Regions from separate parts of the Ovis aries genome. Here region 2 is linked to region 1. A link is a contact called in public Hi-C data. All regions are on one chromosome and are shown on one strand. The core of a region is the stretch at or near the end of the contact, and the rest is flanking DNA. Distances in the headings are between cores, read along the strand shown. Region 1 holds the start of IVNS1ABP (influenza virus NS1A binding protein). Region 2 has its middle 170 kb from the start of IVNS1ABP.

What was found. Hi-C and Micro-C count contacts between places; a contact is called where the count stands out from the background.
Region 2: a contact with region 1 is called in a Hi-C map of tail adipose tissue, with 2.2 times the contacts expected there. The contact joins the enhancer-like site here to the promoter of IVNS1ABP in region 1. A contact is called at or near these places in 2 of 16 Hi-C or Micro-C datasets (both in tail adipose tissue).

Annotation. Positions count from the first base shown.
Region 1 is chr12:65,713,706-65,719,328 of ARS-UI_Ramb_v3.0, forward strand. It overlaps IVNS1ABP (influenza virus NS1A binding protein), which reads right to left and starts at 2,976. Exons shown (of 14, transcript XM_060396701.1): 1 at 2,560-2,976.
Region 2 is chr12:65,884,628-65,890,250 of ARS-UI_Ramb_v3.0, forward strand. No RefSeq gene overlaps it. Among named protein-coding and RNA genes, the nearest start is that of IVNS1ABP, 170 kb to the left of the region's middle. Within about 2 kb of position 3,069, at least 5 of the 54 cell types and tissues checked have an H3K27ac peak or open chromatin away from gene starts, as enhancers often do. A contact at or near this core is called in tail adipose tissue, where this site is marked.

The sequences.
Region 1 (5,623 bases), core at 1,726-4,225:
AAGTAAGAGATCAACATTAAGATGATTTAAACAGAGCAGAATTTTTAGCAGAGGCAAGAGACACTAGCAGAAATGTGGAGGTGGTCTGGAGGAATGGGTAAAACATGGGAAATTATTATACCCTTGCTTATCCTAACTAAGGCATCAATGATATTTTAGAGAAGATATCTGGCATCATTATAAAACTCAATATAAAACTTAGAACTCAAAAAGCATAACAGACATTTCTAGTTTGCTGCATGCTTAAAGTCGGGGAGGAAAAGAGGAATTTGCTTAGGGATATTTATACGGCTGATGTACCTGTTGGGCATCCAGGTTGATGCCAAAAGTGTTAAGGATAGTGAGGTGTAGGTTTTGAAATCATTTACAAGGTGGTAATTAAAATTTCTACTTGAAGGTGGCAGAGAATGAGATGGTTAGACAGTGTCACTGACTCAATGGACATGAGTCTGAGCAAACTCCAGGAGATACTGAAGGACAGGGAAGCCTGGCATGCTGCAGTCCATGGGGTCGCAGAATCAGACAAGACTTGGCGACTCAAGAGCAACAACAAATTAAAGTTCACCGGTGAATACAAGAATGTATTTTCTGTGGTTCTGACAGGAAACAGAAATCACTCTCTTATTCATTAATTCTTCCATTTACACTCCCAAGCACAAGGTAGAGGGAGATTCCCAATCTTCTTGTAGATTTGAGTATACAACCATAACGTTGAAAAGTCAGTGAAATGATTTTTAGGGGTACTTCGTCTAACATCAATGATTAAGACAGTTCCCCAACAGAAAAACATTTTAAAATAAAAAACCAAAACACTTATTTGCAAAACATATTCAACTGCCACCTAACATTCTTCAAGCAAGAAAAAACAAAACCCCACTCCAAAGCAAGTAGCAAAAAGACACTAATTTGAAAACAAAACCTGGAATGCTGTTTTGAGGGCAAGAGGTGGAAAAACAGAACTACAAGATAAATTAAGAAATTAATATGTATTAATGACAGAGATTTCAAATATTAGGAAAACATAGAGGAAAATTATTCTGGGTCTCTTTTAGGTCAGTGATGCTAGTTCAGTTTTTTCTCTCACTACAAATTACAGACATTTGACAAGTAGCCTGCCAGCTGGTATTAAATTATGGTATTCTCAACCCAATTCTAAATAGTGTACGCCTCACCTTCTGATATACAAATAACGACTGCTCCTTCAGCATCTTTCAGGAGAAGTTTCAGCATGATTATGCCTAAAGCTATTCAATATTTTCTTTTCCTTAACCACCAGTGCTAGAATAATTGGAAGAAAATATTGTCTCAGTCTAGTCCCTGCTACACTTGAACTGTTTATAGTAGTACTACGCTTGCCGAGTTGTTATTTACTAGTGGACAGAAGGTCACCACACACACAGTCCTCAAAGAACAGCTTGATGCCAGCGTGTTCCAGCCCTCCATCACTGACAACAGATATTGGGTAACAAAATAAATCCTTTAATAGGCCTCAAAGTTTTTGAAACGGCAGCGGCCTCAAACAATAGATCTAATTTGTATTGGGGAAAAAGTAAAATTTCTAAAGTATCTGTGGTTCAAGTTTCCCTAGGGCTAACCCTCAATCTGATCCTACTGCCTGATACCTTCTTACCATCATCATGAGCTTACAACCAGTCGCTACGCAAAAAGCGCAGAACGACGGAAAAAGAACAAACCTCTCTGCTGATATTTTTTTTGGCGAGGGGGCGGGGGTTGCGGGGGTGCGGCGGAGATGGGAAACAAAGCGGCGAGGGCCCCAGAGTGACTGTCTGGAGAGCCCTGCAGTCCCAGGCCTTCATCCTCGCGCGGCCCGGCCGGAGACCACTCCGAAGGCCGGGAGGCAAGGCGCCCAGCGTCTGCACACTCCCGCCCGGGATTGGCCCGGCCCGCAGTCATTCAGCGCCGACACGTCAGGGCAGCAGCTCCCTCCCTCCTCCCGCCCCCTTCTCCCCGCGCTTGGCAAGAAAAGCGGGCAACGTGGAGCGGGAACAAAGGACCCCGCGGCCCACGGCGATCGGGAGCGCGGTGCCACCCTACCCCAGACCCGGGAGCACCGACTGGGCCCTGGGCCGGCTCCCCGCCCACAGTCGCCGGGTCCTGCGAGGGCTCACGGGAGAGAATCCAGACCCCGGGCAGACACCCCACACACACACACTAGGCGGGGTTCCTGACAGCAGAAACGGAGATTCCCGCGCCCTCCTTCCGGAAGGTCTTGACCCAGGCCCCCCGAGGACCCTCTCAACCCAAAACTTCCCGTCCCTCCCGCCCTGCTTCTTCGGCCGCAGCGCTCTCCGAGGCGGCCAGCCACCCGCCTTTGGCCGCTGACGCGACCGGACAACCACGGCAGCGCCGCGCGGCGCCGGCTCGTCTTCCACAGAGAGCAGCGGCTGCGGCGACTTGCGGACTTGCACCCTGGGGACCCCGCACCGCTCCGCGCTTCCCACCCTAAAACCCCAGCCGCCCGCTCCATCCGTCAGCTCGGAGTCTGGCTGCACCCTGCCCTTCCTCCCCCGCTGCGTCAGTGGGATCAGCGCAGATTACCTGGTTCATCTCTGAAGAGATGAAAAAACTCATCTCTGGATCTTCAACAGGGAGCAGGAGGAAGCGGGCGGGAATCGGCCCAACCGAAAGCGCCTCGAGGCCGCGAAGGAGGGAGCGACCGAGCGAGGAGGGGACGAGCGCACAGCCCCGCGGAGTACGTGAGGCCGGGAGCGCACCGGGAATTCGCCGAGACCCGCTCGCTCGCTCGCTCGCTCGCTGGCACAGCCGCGCTGGAACCGAAGGCAGCGAAACTCTGCACAGCAGCCCCGAACGACCGACCTCCACGCGCTTCCCGGAGACACTGCCGCCGCGGCGGCCCGCGCGCGCCGCACCCCCCTAGCACGTCACCACGTGAACCGCCTTCGCCGCGGTCTTCACAGCCGCCAACGCCTCCCCGACGCTTCCGGCTGGAGAGCCGGCAAATGACCTGCGAGCGCAGCAATATCGCCCTCGAGGCCCCGCCCACCTATAGCCCCGCCCCCTCCGCCCCGCCCTTCTCCCCGGCCCTATGCGGTTCCGTCCTGCGCAGCTCAACTAGGTCAGCGCAAGGTGATCCCTGAAAGGGGGGCGCTACGGCCGCGCCGCCTCCCTTATCGCGCCGTCGGCCCTCCTTTCCCTCAGCCCCGCACCCTCTCTTCGCCGCTTCAGACAGTTGGGGAACTGGTTCCCTCCAGGCGCCCTCACCTGTTCTGCAGTCCCTGGAGGCACAATAGCTTGACAGATCAGACGTGGGAGATTAGGTTTTTTCGGCGTCAAATGTCCTTATAGGCAACCGCCCTAGACCGGAGCTGGCCACAGTGGACCTAAGAGTCTGTAGCAGCCAGTCCGCGTCACCTTTGTGGGTGGTGGTGTGCGGGGAGAGAACGTGGTGATTGTGAGGAACAACAGAAGCTCGCTGACAAAGAGGGGCGAGAGGATTCGGTCACTTTTGAGAAAACCATTGGAGAGGTCAGAGAAGACATAGTATTGTATCAGCGTTGCTGTGAAAATCTGTTTACATCTGCTTTTCGTCCCTGAGATCTTTTTTTGTCTGAGTGCAGCTCTTCTCTCAGAGATACTGAGTCAGTTCTTTGCTGGACTTGCCCTCTTGGAGAAAGAGAGTAACCTTGAGAACAGATAGCAGCCTTATTTCCACCACCCCATCTTGCCCCCAGGAGGCGAACCTGTTAAGGGGAAGGGAGACGCTTGACAGCAACTTCATGTGACTCTGAAGGGCACACTGGAAAGTTTCCTAGATTGAAGGTGAGGGGATTTTGTGAGGTAAACTTGTATAAGAGTTTGGCAAAGGCTTCCAGGTTAATGTGTTAGCTTATCCTGATTTGGCGAGGGCACTTAAGCCATCTAGGCCTAGCCTTGTTTGTATCTGATCCCTGAGCTTAGAGGATATTTCTAGGAGCTCTTCGTCATCAGTCATCACTTCCTACTACTGGTTATCATTAACTATTTCATGTACGCTTATGGGAGCAGAAAAATATAGGGGCCCTTCATCTGCAATAGAAGCTTTACAACTTTTATTGCTAAAATATTGAAGCAAGGAGACTTTTGTTTCCAATTCAATTGTGGGTGGAAACGAGGACCTAAGGTATCTATTAGTATGGTTCTTATGTTTCTAGAGGAGAAAAAGACTGACATTTGCCACTGGGCTCTTGTTTTTGTCTTCAGATAATTGTCAGCAGTGTTCACTTTTATTGCAAATGAAACAGAGTACATACTTTTACCTTCTTTTAATACCATAGACTTCATCCTTCCAGAGAGAGTATGAACTGCCCTCTTCAGGTAGGCACATGACTCTGTGGCCTGCTGTACACATGGTCCCTCTCGCTTTACTCTAAATAGTGCCTTTGTGACCTGAAACAGCCAACACTTTCTTAAAGCTACAGTGTGATCAATCAATGCGTTTTTGCCTCATGTGGAATTTCACATTTGTGTAGTACCTTCTGTATGAATAATAACATAATTTATGCATTCCATTTGTTCTCCAGGCAACTCCAGGTTTAAACCTATCTATCCAGTTACTGTATAATCCAGATGAAAATTTAGCAGTGGGCAATTTCAGCCTGGTAAAGTAACCAATTATAAGATTTCACTCAATATTTTAATTACACAAGATATATTTTAAGTGTTTAATATAAAGGAAAACTATTGACTTCTATTTTATGTCATGCACTGAGAACGATAAATTAGGAATTGGTGGCTCCCTGCAGTCTTTCTACTCCTCTCTGATCCTGCTGTAAATGTTGCACTTGTGTTTTGTTCCTTATGTGTTAGTTTGCTAGGGCTTCTATAACAAAGTACCACAAGCTGAATGCTTAAGCAACAGAAATTTATTGTCTCACAGTCTGTACTTCTAAAGTCACAGTGTTTGTAGGGTCCTGGTTCCCCTGTAGGCACCTGAGAAGGATCTGTTCCAAGCCCTTCTCCTGGCTTCTGGTAATTCCTTGATTTGTGGCAAAAGAGCTCTAGTCTTTGCATGGCCTTTCCCCCATGTGCCTGTCTCTGTGTCCAAATGTCCTCTTTTTATAAGGATTAGAGGCCCACCCTAACCTGGTATGGCCTCATCTTAACTAAGTCACCAGTTCCAAAAAAGATCATACTTTGAGATATTAAAGTTTAGGACTTTAACACAAATTTTGGAGGGGACATAATTCAACTCATACCACTTCAATTCAGCGTTTCTCCAGATTTGGTCCACACACACCACATTTTATCAAAATAACCTGGATGTTTTAATAGAAATGCAGGTTCCTAAGCTTTACCCTAAGCAAGTGATTCTCAAAGGCCAGGAATGATTTTTTTTCCTCCCCCTCAGGGGACATTTGGCAGTGTCTGGAAACGGGACAGGAGAGAGGTATCTGATATCTAACAGACTCAGAATGCTGCTAAACACCCTGCAATGCACAGGACAGTCCAGCACGACAAGAAAATGATCCCACTCCAAATGTTAATAAAGCCTGGGCTTCCCAGATCACAGTGGTAAAGAATCCACCTGCCAATGCAGGAAACACAAAAATGCAGGTTCAGTCCCTGGGTCAGGTAGATCCTCTGGAGGAGGAAATGACAACCC
Region 2 (5,623 bases), core at 1,819-4,318, 170 kb after region 1:
TGCTGGCCTACTTGTTCTTCAGACACACCAGCCATGCCCCTGTCTCTGCACAGGCTATATAGCCCAGAATACTTTCCTCTTGGATGTCCAAGGCTTATTTCCTCACCGCCTTCAAGTCTTCACTCAAATATCACTTCTTCAGTGAAGTCTTCCCTGATGACCCGACAGTTCTTACATCCCAGCTTCCTGCTTTATTTTTCTCTCTCATCCTATCACCTTTCAAAATGCTTATATAATTTACTCATTCATTTTAAAATCATCATTCTCGCAACACTGGAATGTAGACTCCATGAAATGAGGGACTTTTTAATACATTTTGTTTTTTGTTTTACCCTTGGCATCCAGAAAAATGCTGTTAAGTCGTAAACACTTGAAAACACTCTAAACAAGAGAATAAATGAGTGCATTTGAAATTAAATGGCTTGATGGAAGCTATGTATTTTTAAATATTTATTCATAATTTGTCTGCACTGGGTCTTAGTATGGCACACTGGATCTTTGATCTTCGCTGTGGCATGTGGGTTCCTTAGTTGCTGTGGCATACAGGTTCTTTAGTTGCAGCATGTGGGGTCTAGCTCCTTGAACAGGGATCAAACCCAGGCCCCGAGCACCAGGAACATAGAGTCTTAGCCACTAGAACACCAGGGAAGTCACTAGTTATTGTTTTATGAGATCACATTTTGAAGGCTTTTAAGAAATTATGCAGAGGCAGTAAGGTTTGAACTAAAGGTATGGCTTAAGTCAGGCATGGATGGAACTTGGGATGGCTAGGAAAGCAGTGAAAAGACTTAGTAAATCAAAGGCTTTGTCAAACAAGCAGTACTGATGCTGAAATTTATAAGTATCAGTTCTTTTCTGGGTGCTCATCATTATTTGCTATTACTGTTACTGCCTCTTTTGCCCATTGTTAGGTAAAAATGGTATCATCTTACTGTTTTAATTTGCTTTTCTTTAATTGCAAATAAGGATGAATATTAGATTCATATTTTGCTCCTTTTAAAAATGTTATCTTGTGAAGTATCACTGTTTATTTTTCTTTTATTTAATGATTGGTCTTCTAATATTTTAACAATTTGTATCTATTTGTATAAAAATTTTTCTCCCTATATAAAGATATGAAACAACCCTAGGCTTTTGTATTTGCTGTACATATTCTTCTGTCAGATATTTATATTTTTTATCTTTAAGATTTACATATTCAAAGTTTTGAAATTTTATTTAGTTGAATACATCGGTCTTCTAAATTTTCAATATCGTCTGTCACTTTTGGATTTAAAATTCAACCCTCCTTCAGACTTCTAATTGATAGTTTCTGACTTTTAATTTTAAAATGATTTCTGATTAAAAGTTGCAAACATAGTATAGAGTTCCTATGTATTCTTCAGTTTTCGTGTCTCCTTGGTCCTCTCTGCTGTAACAGTTTTGCAATAGCGCTTCTGTAAGAGTCCCTCAGTCTCTCCCGTGTTTTCACAATACTGACACTTTGGAGAACTGGTTCATTATCTGGTACAATGTCCCTCCATTTGTTTGATGATTTCTCGTGAGCAGATTGAGGTTGTGTGTGTTTGGTAAGAATACAGCAGAACTAATGTCACTGCCCTTCTCATAACCGGAGCTTCACGATGTCATATGTCATTACTGGCGATAATAACCCAGATCACTTGGCTAAGGTGGTATCTGCTGGGTTTCTCTTCTGTGAAGTTACTATTTTCCCCTTTGTAACTAATAAATATCTTTAGGGAGATATTTTGAGATCTTGTAAATTTTGTCCACTAATTTTAGCTTCTGTCTGTGTGTCCTGCTGGCAGTAATTATTGCTGTGGTGTTCTAATGGTGAATTTCTTACTGCCTGTGTTTATTCTACTTTTATTAATTAGAATTCTTCTGTAAGAAAGAACAGTGTTTTGCCCCCTCTTTTAAAAATTCATTTCATTGTGGGCTCACGGATATTTACTTTATTCAGGGGGTTATCATTCAGCAGTACTATTATTTCTTCTGTTGCTCAAACTATTTTGGCTCAGTACTATTGACTAATTCCTATGCACCTCCATCCTTTCTAAGCAAAATTTATTTGAGTTCTTTTCCTTCCTCTAATTTTACTATGAAGGTGTGTCTGTTTCAATTTGGGTAGGTGGAAAGAGATAGACATAGGGTTGGTAAGGTCTCATGGAAGCTAAACTGTCTTATTGGGTCTTGAGGCCTTCCAAGACTTCTTTAGGGTGGGAGAATCCTTGGACCTAGAGAAGCTGAGTACCCTGAATGCTATGGCTGTTGCTGTTTAATTCATTTGCTGTGAGCTGAGTCTCGAGTGATGCGTTGGTTCCAGCCATGGCCTAATGTATGTCATCTCAATGATTCTGAAATTATACTTGATAGAAGAGCTAGGTGTCCTAACTTCTCATTCCTAGTCCAGTGCTATTTCTGTGTTCTGAGAAAGCTTAGGGTTAACTGTGGCACTTCTGAGGATATAAGATTTTGAGACACAAGGAAGGATGGAAAGAGTGGTAGCATCCTCAGTTCAATCAGTTCAGTTCAGTCACTCAGTCGTGTCTGACTCCTTGCAACCCCATGAATCACAGCACTCCAGGCCTCCCTGTCCATCACCAACTCCTGGAGTTCACTCAGACTCACATCCATCGAGTCAGTGATGCCATCCAGCCATCTCATCCTCTGTCATCCCCTTCTCTTCCTGCCCCCAATCCCTCCCAGCATCAGAGTCTTTTCCAATGAGTCAACTCTTCGCATGAGGTAGCATCCTAGGGGTGTGCAAACTTTATTAAAGTGATAATTTTCATTGGAGGAGGGAGTGATACTGCCAATTAGGGAGTGCATGACACCTCAGTTAAATGAGTGTTTGTGTTGAGTCGTGGTGTTGGGTCTCCTCAGCATCCCAGCTCTCAGCTGCCCTCTTCTAGTTGTCACCTGATGCACTGGCTGGACAACTCTAATCCCTGGGTTCCTGTCCGTGACTAACCAGCACATCTCTTGCTGGATTAGTCCTCAGGGATCACAGAACAGCTTGGCCTCTTCCTTCCCCAAGCAATGTACTTCTAACGCCAAGTACGGGGAACTTGGTGTAATGCAATACAGATACTTGGAATCGCTGACTCACTTCACAGTGATATTGGTGCCCATGAATGTGAGTGGGCAGCATGGAAGTAAAACAGTCTTTAAGGACATTACTAGACTTTTTAGACTCTCCAGTCTTTCCTACACTTGTGTTAAATGTTTTGCTAAATAATGAATTCCAGTTAAGTCGAGAAGGATTTTCTGATGCTAAGGACTGAGAAAAGTAAATGAGATATGACTCATGAGAACTTCTTGGTGGAAGTGGCTTAGACCAAATGAACATAGCACCTTAATCCTTTCTTGCTATGTACGTAGATTCTTTTCTTTATTTTCTGTTTTGGCAGTCTATCCATAATTTGAAAGATAAATTTTGGGGGAGGGGGCTATGGAAGGGATGGGACAGTCGTTTGCAGTTAGCAGATGCAAACCAGTACGTATAGAGTGGGCAAACAACAAGGCTCTGCTGTGTAGTGTATATATTCAATAATATATTGAATATTGAACCATATTCAATATCCTGTGATAAACCATGATGGAAAAATATACAAAAAAATATATATATGTATGCATGTACAACTGAATTACCTTGCTGTACAGCTGAAATTAACACAATATTGTAAACCAACTATATTTCAATAAAAAGAAATAAATCTAATTGTTCATAGTTTTAGATAGATATGTGACTTCCCTAGTGGCTCAGACAGTAAAGCGTCTGCCTACCACGCAGGAGACCCGGGTTCGATCCCTGGGTCGGGAAGATCCTCTGGAGAAGGAAATAGCAACCCACTCCAGTACTCTTGCCTGGAAAAGCCGATGGACGGAGGAGTGTGGTGGGGTACAGTCCATGGGGTTGCAAAGAGTCAGACACGACTGAATGACTTCACTTTAAATAGATATACTATCAGTTTGAGCCAGTGACAAACTGTCCCAAACTGACAGCTTGTTGTTTTTTAAGATGTAATTATTAATGTATTGATTTTGGACGGTGCTGCCTTTCTCTAGTTGCAGCGAGTGGGAGCGTCTCTAGCTGTGGTGTGTGCACTTTCTTATTGCAGTGGCTCCTCTTGTTTCAGAGCACAGGCTCTAGGGTGCAAGGGCTTCAGTAGTTGCGGCTCGTGGGCTTTAGAGCATTGGCTCAGTAATTGTGGCGCAGGGACTTAGTTGCCCTGCAGCATGTGAAATCTTCCCAGACCAGGGATTGAACCCATGTCCCCTGCATTGTCAGGCAGATTCTTAGTCACTAGACCACCGGGGAAATCTCCAATCTAACAGTTTGGACTCTAACTTGTGACTAAATGTGCAAGGCTAATAGAAGATCTGATGCCCATGGCAGGTGGAGAGCATGCAGAGGATGGGTGAGCAGCCAAATTCCCTTGTTTCTAGTGGTTTATCTTCGATTTCTCTTTTTTTGTAAAGCATAGTGGGCTTCTCTGGTGGTGCTAGTGGTAAAGAACCTGCTTGCAAATGCAAGAGGCATAAGAGACATGGGTTCTATCCATGAGTCAGGAAGATTCCCTGGAGGAGGAAATGACAACCCATTCCAGTATTCTTGCCTGGAGAATCCCATGAACAGAGGAACCTGGTGGGCTATAATCCACAGGGTCGCAAAGATTTGGACATGACTGAGGCAACTTAACATGCACACATAAAGAACACTGTTTTCCTAATTGTCTAAAAAAATTGTATTCTTTCAAAATAAATTTACTAATCTTGTTACCGTGTGCCAGGCGCTGTGCTAATATATAACAAGATGGCCTTGACCTCTTGGAGCTTAAGGTCTGCAGCAGCACAGCCCAATAGGATTATAATGTGTGCACATGTTGTGACTTAAAATTTTCTAATGGCTACATTTTAAAAGGTAAAAAAAAAACAGGTAAAATAAATTTTGAAAATATATTTTACTTAATTCAGTGTATCTAAAATATCATCATGCCAACATATTACCAACATAAAAATTGTTAGTGTGATAGTTTACAATTTTTTATTGTACTAAGTCTTCAAAACTTGCTATATATTTTATGCTGACAGCACATCTCAATTTAGACTCACCATGTGTTAAATGCGCAACTGCCTCACATGGCTGGTGATTACTGAACTGGGCAATACAGGTTTACAGAAACCTGATACATAGTCACACAAGTAAATATTTGGATGACAGTGGTAATAAGCGCTTGGGAAGAACTTGGGAGTGCTAAAGGTGAGACTTGAGGGATGAACTGCTATTAACCAGGTATGAAGGAAGATTAGGAGTACTCCAGGCAAAGGAAACAGTCTGTGTAACAACTTTGAGTTGAAAAAAGGAGTGAAAAGGAGGCCAGTGAGCTGAAATTTGTGAGTAAGTGGGGAAATGAAGACATTAAGAACAGAAAGATTGAAAACATCCAAAAGAAATGTAGTTTTAGAGAAAAGGTAAATGTGACTTTGAGACATTGACTTTTTTAATGGATATCTTTCCACATCACTATTTTGTTTCGTTTATTTTTTATTTTTTGCTGCACCAGATCTTTGTTGCTGTGTACAGGCTTTCTCTAGTGTGGCGAGCAGGGAGTGCTCT